Linked DNA regions of Mus musculus: region 1 is linked to region 2. The links are chromatin contacts, called in public Hi-C maps. All regions are on one chromosome and are shown on one strand. Each heading gives the region's core, a stretch centred on a gene start, on an enhancer-like site or on the middle of the called end of the contact. The rest is flanking DNA. Distances are from core to core; before and after follow the strand shown.

Region 1 (4,299 bases), core at 1,615-4,114, 270 kb before region 2:
TAATTTTAAAAAAAAAGAATAAAAATGACATGTAAAGCAAAAAAAAAAAAAAAAAGAAAGAAAGAAAGAAAGAAAGAAAGAAAGAAAGAAAGAAAGAAAAAAGAAAGTTTCCTAGTAACAGCAGGAACATATGAGAAAGTTTCCTTATAATGGCAGGCTGGCTAGGAACAGTTACCTAGGCCTTAATATTTTACCTAGGTCTTCACATTCCATCTAGGCCTTAATATTTTTCCTAAGCCTTAACAGAGGGATTTGAAGAAGAGTGAATTCCAGGGCTGTGTCTCGTTCTTTTCCCGATCTGTGATCTTTGTTTTTGATAACAGAATTATAGACCTATTTGTTACAGAAATAAACAAAATTGATGTTCATAGACTCCAGACAGATGCTAATAGGCCTATTAGTACTCCAGTGGTTAAAGTGTCTACTGACCATAATTACAAGAGCCTGCTTCTTTGGAGACCTTTGTGGTTGGTATTTCCTGTGCACAAAGACAACGGGAAGGTCTATAGTGATAAAAAACTACATGGAATTCATAGCGAAACAGACAGGTTGATCAAAGGAATAGAATCAATGTCCCAGAAATAAACCCACATAACTATAGACACTTGATTTTTGACAAAGAAGGCCAAATCATATAATGGAAAAATGAAACTATCATCAAAAGATGGTTTGGGTCTAACTGGATATGTGCATGTAGAAGAATCCAAATAGATCCATATCTATTACCCTGCACAATGCTCAAGTTCACATATATCAAGGACCTCAACATAAAACCAGATACACTGAATCTAATAGAAGAGGAAGTGGGAAATAGCCTTGAACTCATTGTCACAGGAGACAGTTTCCTGAACAGAACTCCAATGGCCCAGGCTCTATGATCAGCAATTGATAAATGGGACCTCATGAAACTAAAAAGCTTCTATAAGATAAAGGACAATATCAATAAGACAAAATGGCAACCTACAGATTGGGAAATTATCTTTACCTACCCTTCATTCAACAGAGGGCTAATATCTAATATATATATATAATTCAAGAAGTTAGACTCCAGAAAACCAAATAACCCAATTAAAAAATGGAAAACAGAGAATTCACAACAGAGGAACCTTGAATGGCTGAGAAGTGCTTAAAGAAATGTTCTGCAGGGCAGTGGTGGTGCATGCCTTTAATCCCAGCACTGGGAGGCAGAGGCAGGCAGATTTCTGAGTTTGAGGCCAGCCTGCTCTACAGAGCGAGTTCTAGGACAGCCAGGGCTACAAAGGATAAACCCTGTCTCAGAAAGAAAGAAAGAAAGAAAGAAAGAAAGAAAGAAAGAAAGAAAGAAAGAAAGAAAGAAAGAAAGGAAGGAAGGAAGGAAGAAAGGAAGAAAGAAAGGAAGAGAGAGAGAGAGTAAGGAAGGAAGGAAGGAAGGAAGGAAGGAAGAAAGAGAGAGAGAGAGAGAGAAAGAAAGAAAGAAAGAAAGAAAGAAAGAAAGAAAGAAAGAAAGGAAGGAAGGAAGGAAGGAAGAAAGGAAGAAAGAAAGAAAGAAAGAAAGAAAGAAAGAAAGAAAGAAAGAAAGAAAGAAAGAAAGAAAGAAAGGAAGAGAGAGAGAAAGAGTAAGGAAGGAAGGAAGGAAGAAAGAAAGAAAGAGAGAGAGAGAGAGAGAGAGAAAGGAAGAAAGAAAGAAAGAAAGAAAGAAAGAAAGAAAGAAATGTTCAAAGTTTTTAGTCATCAGAGAATTGCAAATCAAAACAACCCTGAGAGTCCACTTACACCAATCAGAATGGCTAAGATCAAAAACTAATGTGACAGCACATGCCGGTGAGAATGTAGAGCACTCTTCCATTGCTGGTGAGAGTGCAAACTGGTATAGCCACTCTGGAAACCAATCTGGCAGTTTTTCAGAAAATTGGAAATAGATTCACCTGAAGACCCAGCTGGGCACGTACCCAAAAGATGCTCCACCATGGCGCCAGGGCACATGCTTCACTATGTTCATAGCAGCTTTATTTGTAATAATCAGAAACTGTAAGCAACATAGATGTCCCTCAAACAAAGAATGGATACAAAAAATGTGGTTCATTTACACAATGGAATAATATTCAGCTGTTAAAAACAAGAACATTATGAATGATGCAGGCAAATGGATGGAACAAGAAAATATTATCCTATGTGAAGGAACCCAGATCTAAAAGGGTATGCATGGTATGTGTTCAATGATAAGTGGATATTAGCCACAAAGTACAGACTACCCATGAGGCACCCCACAGACCCAAAGAAGTTAAATAAGAAGGAAGGTCCAAGTGAGGATGCTTGAATCCCACTTAGAAGGGGGAACAAAATAGTCATGGGAGGGAGAGGAAGGGAAAGAGAGGGGAGTGGGTATGGGGCAGTATTTGTGATATTAATTAATTAATTAATTAATAATTTAAAAAGGATTTAACTCAAAATAACTTTAAAAAGTCATGATACTGAGCAGATTTAGTAGTCCCCTTCCTCCACAATAATGCATATGGAGTAAGGACCACTGAGAGTCACTCTCAGACAAGCTAAAATGCCTGGAAGAAGCAGAAACCAGCAGTACTGCCTAGAAGATCACAGACCAACTGAGACCCCAAGAAAGGACACAGTGATGATTTTAATGAGAATGGCTCTCGTTGACTGCCGCAGACCCTCTGGGTCCCTTTGTCTGTGTGGACAGTTCTCTGGGTGCAGATGGTCAAGGAGTCGGTGGGTGACAGACAGACCAACATGCGAGATTGTGTAGAATCTGAATGTATTTTGTCAGGTTGAGCACCAAACTTTTTATATCAAAGAATAATAAGAAATAAGGCAGATACAATCCACCAAGTTACAGTGATGCAATACAAAAGGAACGTATACATCACAAGAAGGAGGGGACCAGGCCACTGCCACTATGAAGGGATCCAGGTGTAAAGCTAGTCTATTGTTAAGCCCACCACCAGGGGTTCTGCACTAGCAGACCTTTTCATGAATACTGCAATACCCCAAACCCCCTATCCTGGGTCTACAGAAGAATTCACCAACTTGCTTCTAATATGAAGCTTGCTATACCTGGCTGTAGAGAAGATCTCTGTCTCAGTGGGATTCCCTAGCTATATTATGGTATTCCCTTGTTTGGGTGAGATTTGCTACTGTCCTTAGTAAATACTTTGCAGACCAGCTCTGAGCTGTTGGCCCCGTCTTTTGTAATGCTTAATTAGTTACTGAATAGGTAACTTCCTTACTGCATTCCTGCCGGATTCCAAGCTCTTCCGGTTTCTGGGACCTTGGAACACTGGTGGGAGCTTACGTATGTCAGAATTCAATCTTAAAAGACACTTATAATAAGATAATGCTAAAAGAGATCACGTGGATCCATAAACCAGACTAACTCGGGGATAGGGTATGAATATACGGGTTAATGAGATCGCCAAAGCTCCAGGAGGTGAGTTTCCGTGAAACTCTTTGCCTCGTGAGTGCTTCCAGGCTTCTCAGCCTGCCAAGCAGACTTCCCTGGAGTGTCTGTGACATTTCCCAGTGTGTGTGGCAGTTGACTCATATATTTCAATGCTTAGTCCACTATGGGTGAAGTTGTTTGCGGAGAATTAATAGGTGTGGCCTGGTTGGAGGAGTTGTGTCACTGGAGTTGGGTTTCCAAAAGCCCACACAATCCCTAGTCAGCTCTGTTTTTGCCTCATGGTTGTCTTAACTCTTAAGCTCTCAGCTACTGCTCCAACATCATACTTCCCTGCCTGCTGCCACGCTCCTCACCATGATGGTCATTGATGGACTCAATCATCTGAATTTTAAAGCAAGCTTGCAATAAACTCTTCTATAAGTTGCCTTGGTCATGGTGTCTCTTCACAGCAAAAGAAAAGTAACTAAGATAGGCACTCTTTTACCCAGGGTTACTCAACATACCTGTTTCAGTATGTTCCAAAGTTCTAGCTTTTGTGAATTGCCACTCATGTTGGAATGAACTTTGATGATTCCATCCTCATGTCATTTCTGGTCTTGTATGAAACCCCTCAACCCTCACCCAAATTCCTAACCACCTGTATCTATATCATACCATCAACAATCATGTTACTGATGGCCCTGAGCAGGTTGTATTCCCCTTCAAAAGTGTTTCCTGTGTAACACTCAAAATAAGAGCTTATTCCAGGTTAAAAAAAAATGACACATAAAATATTGACTTTATAACTGGTTTCTTTCATAAATAACTTAAATAAGTGATACATTTAGAATGACTAAAGTATACTAAATGCATTTTGTGTGCATAGTCCATTTTGTATTTTGCTGAAACTACCTAAAGTT
Region 2 (4,516 bases), core at 1,512-4,011:
TGGGCCGTAGGTGTGGACTTTAAGACCCTCATCTTAGCTGCCAGTCTTCTCCTAGCAGCCTTCAGATGAAGATGTAGAACTCTCAGCTCCCCCTGCACCATGCCTGCCTTGATGCTGCTGTGTTCCCACCTTAATGATAATAGACTGAACCTCTGAACCTGTAAGCCAACCCCAATTAAATATTGTCCTTATAAGAGTTGCCTTGGTCATGGTGTCTGTTCACAGCAGTAAAACCCTAACTAAGACTAGAACTTTATTTTATTTACATATTTTCATGCTGAATGCGTTCCCATGTCAGAAGTTTTTGTTGCTTTGGTTGCTTCTAGAATATCTTTTCTTCTGAACAGCCTTGTCTTCCGTCTTTGGAACAGCTTGTTTGTTTTCAGTGTGGACTGTCTCCGTGTAGCGAGGCAGGGGAGCTCACTGGTGGGCTAATGGCCATCCTGGATGCTTTGTTCAGCTGGATGTTTAATGATAAAAGAATCTACACCCAAGCCCTCACGCTGAACTTTTGGTTCTCAGGCATCTTGTCTCGTTACTGTTCACTCCCAGAAGTTACTGCCTGCCTCTCAGGGAACATCATGCATAGCTACTCAGCCTGAGGCTTGGATAGACACTTAACCAGCGTGGGTTACAAAGTCCCACAGACGGACAGCAGGAACATGCAGAGACATTTCTGAGTGGGTCTGCTCATCCTCTGACATGCCACAAAGTTGTAAGCGTCAGACGAGCTCATGATTCGTGAGCTCAGCCTGACCTGAGAATGGAAATCAAGACATGAAAATTTCTAAATGCGTTTTAAGCTCTGGTGTGTAGATCAGGCACTTCCTTCACAATGCGACAGGGCACCAAGCACAAACCATAGATCTACAAATTGATTCAGGAACAGTCTGATGAAGTCACATCTCCAAGCATCAGATAACCAGAGACTTTGGTGGTGCCCTGCTGCCATCTAACCCAGCCTAGTCCAGAATTGCTTCTCCCTTTGTATCATATCTATACTGTAACGACATTTGAAACCTGCTTGGGTGGTATCAACTCAGGTCGTAGACAGCTGAATCACATCAATTTGCCCAATCCTGACTTTCTCATTTAGAGACTGTTCTGGAGAGTTCCACAATTGCGGTGTTTTTCTAAGAGAATCTGGGTGGTGCTCTAGGGCCCCACACAGTGACTGGAAGCTGAGGAACTATAGCCAGACCTCAGGTGGAAAGTGGGTCCTGCTTTAGCCTGGGCGTGCTTTGCCATCATGAGGACCCTGTTAGCAGAAGAGTGGGATACTCAGATGACAACTGACAGAGAAGGGTACACCCTAAGACCCCTCCTTTCTCCACTCCCTGTGGCCTTGGAGGAGCCTGAAGGAGGAGCAGTGCATACAGAAACCAGGAGAGAGGCTGTGTACTGTATCCGAGAATCTTGGAGTGGGTAACGGGCAGTACTGCCTTCAAATCATGGACACCTGAGAGCTAGGAAGAAATGAATCCCATTGTGGTCTGGGAAGAGATTCGGATGTCGGTGTCAGGCTTGCCACACTTCATGGTCTTCAGAAGCCAAGCTGAGTCCCAGGCACATGCTGGCCTCAAGAATGCCTTTTCGTAACAGTTATCAGCTGTCACCTCCCATCTCGAACTGAGGGTACAGAGTGTGGCACGGCAAAGTTCATTCCAGATCCTCTGTGTTCACAAACTGACATGTCAACTTTTCCGTGCTGTTCAGTGTCTGAAAACAAGCTGACTCAGTGGAGTCCCCTACAGAGAGCGGACCACAGAGGAAACCTGTTCAAATGCCCTACAGTACTTGTCTGAGCCAACATAAAGAAGGCAAGTACTGAAAATAAAGATAATTATTGCCTTCAAATCCCAGACAGCTCTGCGACAAGGCTGGGAGTACGTCCCCACCATGGTGCCATATTTGACTATGCCATCTTTGAGATCCCACTTGGGAGACCACAGTGCCTAGGGTGATCCAGGCCAGTCTCATCCAGGCTCTATTTACACAGCTGCCTCCTTCCGCAGATCTCTCTTCTCTGCTGTGAAGTCTGATAAATCAGAGACAGTCTCTCTAATAAAGACAAACCCAATAGTTCAACAGCTACTAGGGGCCTGCATGTCTAAAGGAGAGTGGGAGGTGGGGGGGAAGAAGAGGACATGGTCACCAGCATGTGTTGCCACAGCCAGTGACAAAGGCTCTTCTTTTTTGCTCTTTTTTTTTTTTAAAGATTCATTTTATTTATATGAGTACACTGTAGAAGAGGGCATCGGATCTCATTACAGATGGTTGTGAGCCACCATGTGGTTGCTGGGAATTGAACTCAGGACCTTTGAAAGAGCAGTCAGTGCCCTTAACTGCTGAGCCATCTCTCCAGCCCCGACAAAGGCTCTTCTGTCCTGCAGTTGCTAGGACAACTAGCCTCTGCCATTGAGTTTCCATTTAAAGGGATGATGGGTTCACTGGTGTCTGTCATGCAGGATGCCAGAAACACACAGCAGGAGTCTGCTCCTCCTGGCACCGTGCAGTGCTAGCCCTCGTGGGCATTGGCCCGCTGCGGCCCGCTGTGGCCCGCTGTAAGCCTTGCCATCCCTGGAGCCCTGCAGACCTGTAGATAAGACGGGGGCTAAAACTTTGAGGAGACCCTTCCTCACACCGTGTCCCATCGTTTGCCTGTCTGCTGGGGGGGAGGGGCTGGGGAGGGGTGGTTCCTGAAGGAACCGCAAACCAAGAAACGTCCTCCCAGGTGCACCCCTGCTGTGGGCCTTTCCTGTCATCCACGCGGGCAGCCAGCAGGGGGGGCAAGAGCCATTCTGTTTTCCTATCCCTGACTCCCTCCCCCTCGACCTAGAGGAAATCAGCCGCAAGGGGGAGCTAGAGGGAGACGGCTGTCCTCAGCACAGAGTCTTTGCAGGAGATTCAATTCATATCGGAAACACAGAGCCCTGACAAATTTATAATAGACCAGTTCCTTCCTCCTTCCCTGACTTCTCAGCCCGGAGCTGATCTTCATTTCACCGAATGTCTAGATTATCTCACTTTCTCCTTAAGGAAGCTGGTAGTGGGAGAGAGGGAGGGAGGAAGAGGGGGGTCAGGGGCAGGAGGAAGACCTACTCTCTGGAATTCGTTGCAAAAAATGTGAATGAAAGCCGGGCGTGGTGGCACACGCCTTTAATCCCAGCACAGTGGGAGAGAGGGAGGGAGGAAGAGGGGGAGGCAGAGGCAGGAGGATTTCTGAGTTCGAGGACTGCCTGGTCTACAAAGTGAGTTCCAGGACAGCCAGGGCTATACAGAGAAACCCTGTCTCGAAAAACAAAAACAAACAAACAAAAAAAAAAAAAGTGTGAATGACGCTTAAGGATGAAGAGGGAGGTTTCAATTTGATAGCTGTAGCGGTACGTAGGGTGCTGGGGCATTCCCCGGGATCTTCTCTCTGTATTCATGCGTTTGTTTAAAATGTCTTTGCTAGAATTAAAAAGCAGTAACCCAAGTCCTCAGGACCCGGTGAAGTATTGTCTGTGCTGAGGTACCATGGATGCAGGCTACAGCTTCAAATAAAACCTCCAGTGAACGAGCTCTGTAGCATTAAACAAGACGTCTTTTTCAGTACCCAGTCCCTCCTCTGCCCTGCTTTAAACCCTCTAACCTACACTCCGGGCAAAAATGGGTGAGAATCACGTTAGTATGTGGCTGCTTCAGTTACATGCATGGGCTGGGGGGGGTGGGGGGGGGCAGGGGGCTTGGTACACTGATGGTGTGCAAAGGAAGGGACAGTCACTGAAGACTCTGCCTCTCACCTGAGACAGGACAGTGGCGACCCAAAGTCAAGGAGAGATTCTCAGACATGACTTGAAGAAAGACTTCCCCCTTCCCCACCCCAGAAATCACTACTCAGCCACCCTCTGCTTCAGCTGGGTGAAGACCCTGGGAATTTCCTGTCACCCTGAAGCCTCAAGTGGAGTCACCTGAGGCCAGTGAGTCCGATGGCCTAGGCCCCTCAACTGTCCACCACCCATTGGCCAATTACACAGTTTTGTATCTGACTTTGTTTTTACGGTTTTTATTTGTCTGTTTGTTTTTGTATTCTTTGTTCTAAACACGATTCCTCCAAATTGAGTTAGCATCACTTCCTCAAAACACTACTGTTTAGCTTTAGGGTGGGAAAGGAAAAGAGGTTCAACCAGTGTTTTAACAGCAGCAACAGGGCCTCAGGTGGCACAGCGGGGTCTCTGAGGTACCTCAAAGCAAGCAGAGCAGGGTGTCTGCTGTTTAAGGTTTCAGACAGAAGGGAAGAAAAGTAGGCTTAGTTAATATGTGGCCTATGCTGCATGGCCAAGGTAGGGGAATAGGTCATACTTGGGTTAAATGACAGGGGTCGTCGATCTGTCTGGGTAAGGGGGTGAGGCCTAGTTAATGTGTGAGCCATTTCCGGGACAGTAGTCAGGCAGATCCTGCCACTCATCCCTGTGTAGCGGGGTGGGGGAACCTCCGTGTGTCCTTGCTCTCTTTGTAATCTTCTCTGCTTATG

The links. A called contact is a pair of places that touch in the nucleus more often than the background predicts.
Region 1: a contact with region 2 is called in a Hi-C map of embryonic stem cells, with 4 times the contacts expected there. The contact joins two enhancer-like sites. A contact is called at or near these places in 6 of 484 Hi-C or Micro-C datasets (cortical neurons and embryonic stem cells) and 1 of 115 datasets of contacts at active chromatin or transcription factors (embryonic stem cells).

Annotation. Positions count from the first base shown.
Region 1 is chr6:128,746,101-128,750,399 of GRCm38.p6, reverse strand. No RefSeq gene overlaps it. Among named protein-coding and RNA genes, the nearest start is that of Klrb1, 25 kb to the right of the region's middle. Within about 2 kb of position 2,864, at least 7 of the 459 cell types and tissues checked have an H3K27ac peak or open chromatin away from gene starts, as enhancers often do. A contact at or near this core is called in embryonic stem cells, where this site is marked.
Region 2 is chr6:128,478,261-128,482,776 of GRCm38.p6, reverse strand. All of the region lies in intron 2 of Gm10069 (predicted gene 10069), which reads right to left. Among named protein-coding and RNA genes, the nearest start is that of Gm10069, 42 kb to the right of the region's middle. Within about 2 kb of position 2,761, at least 73 of the 459 cell types and tissues checked have an H3K27ac peak or open chromatin away from gene starts, as enhancers often do. A contact at or near this core is called in embryonic stem cells, where this site is marked.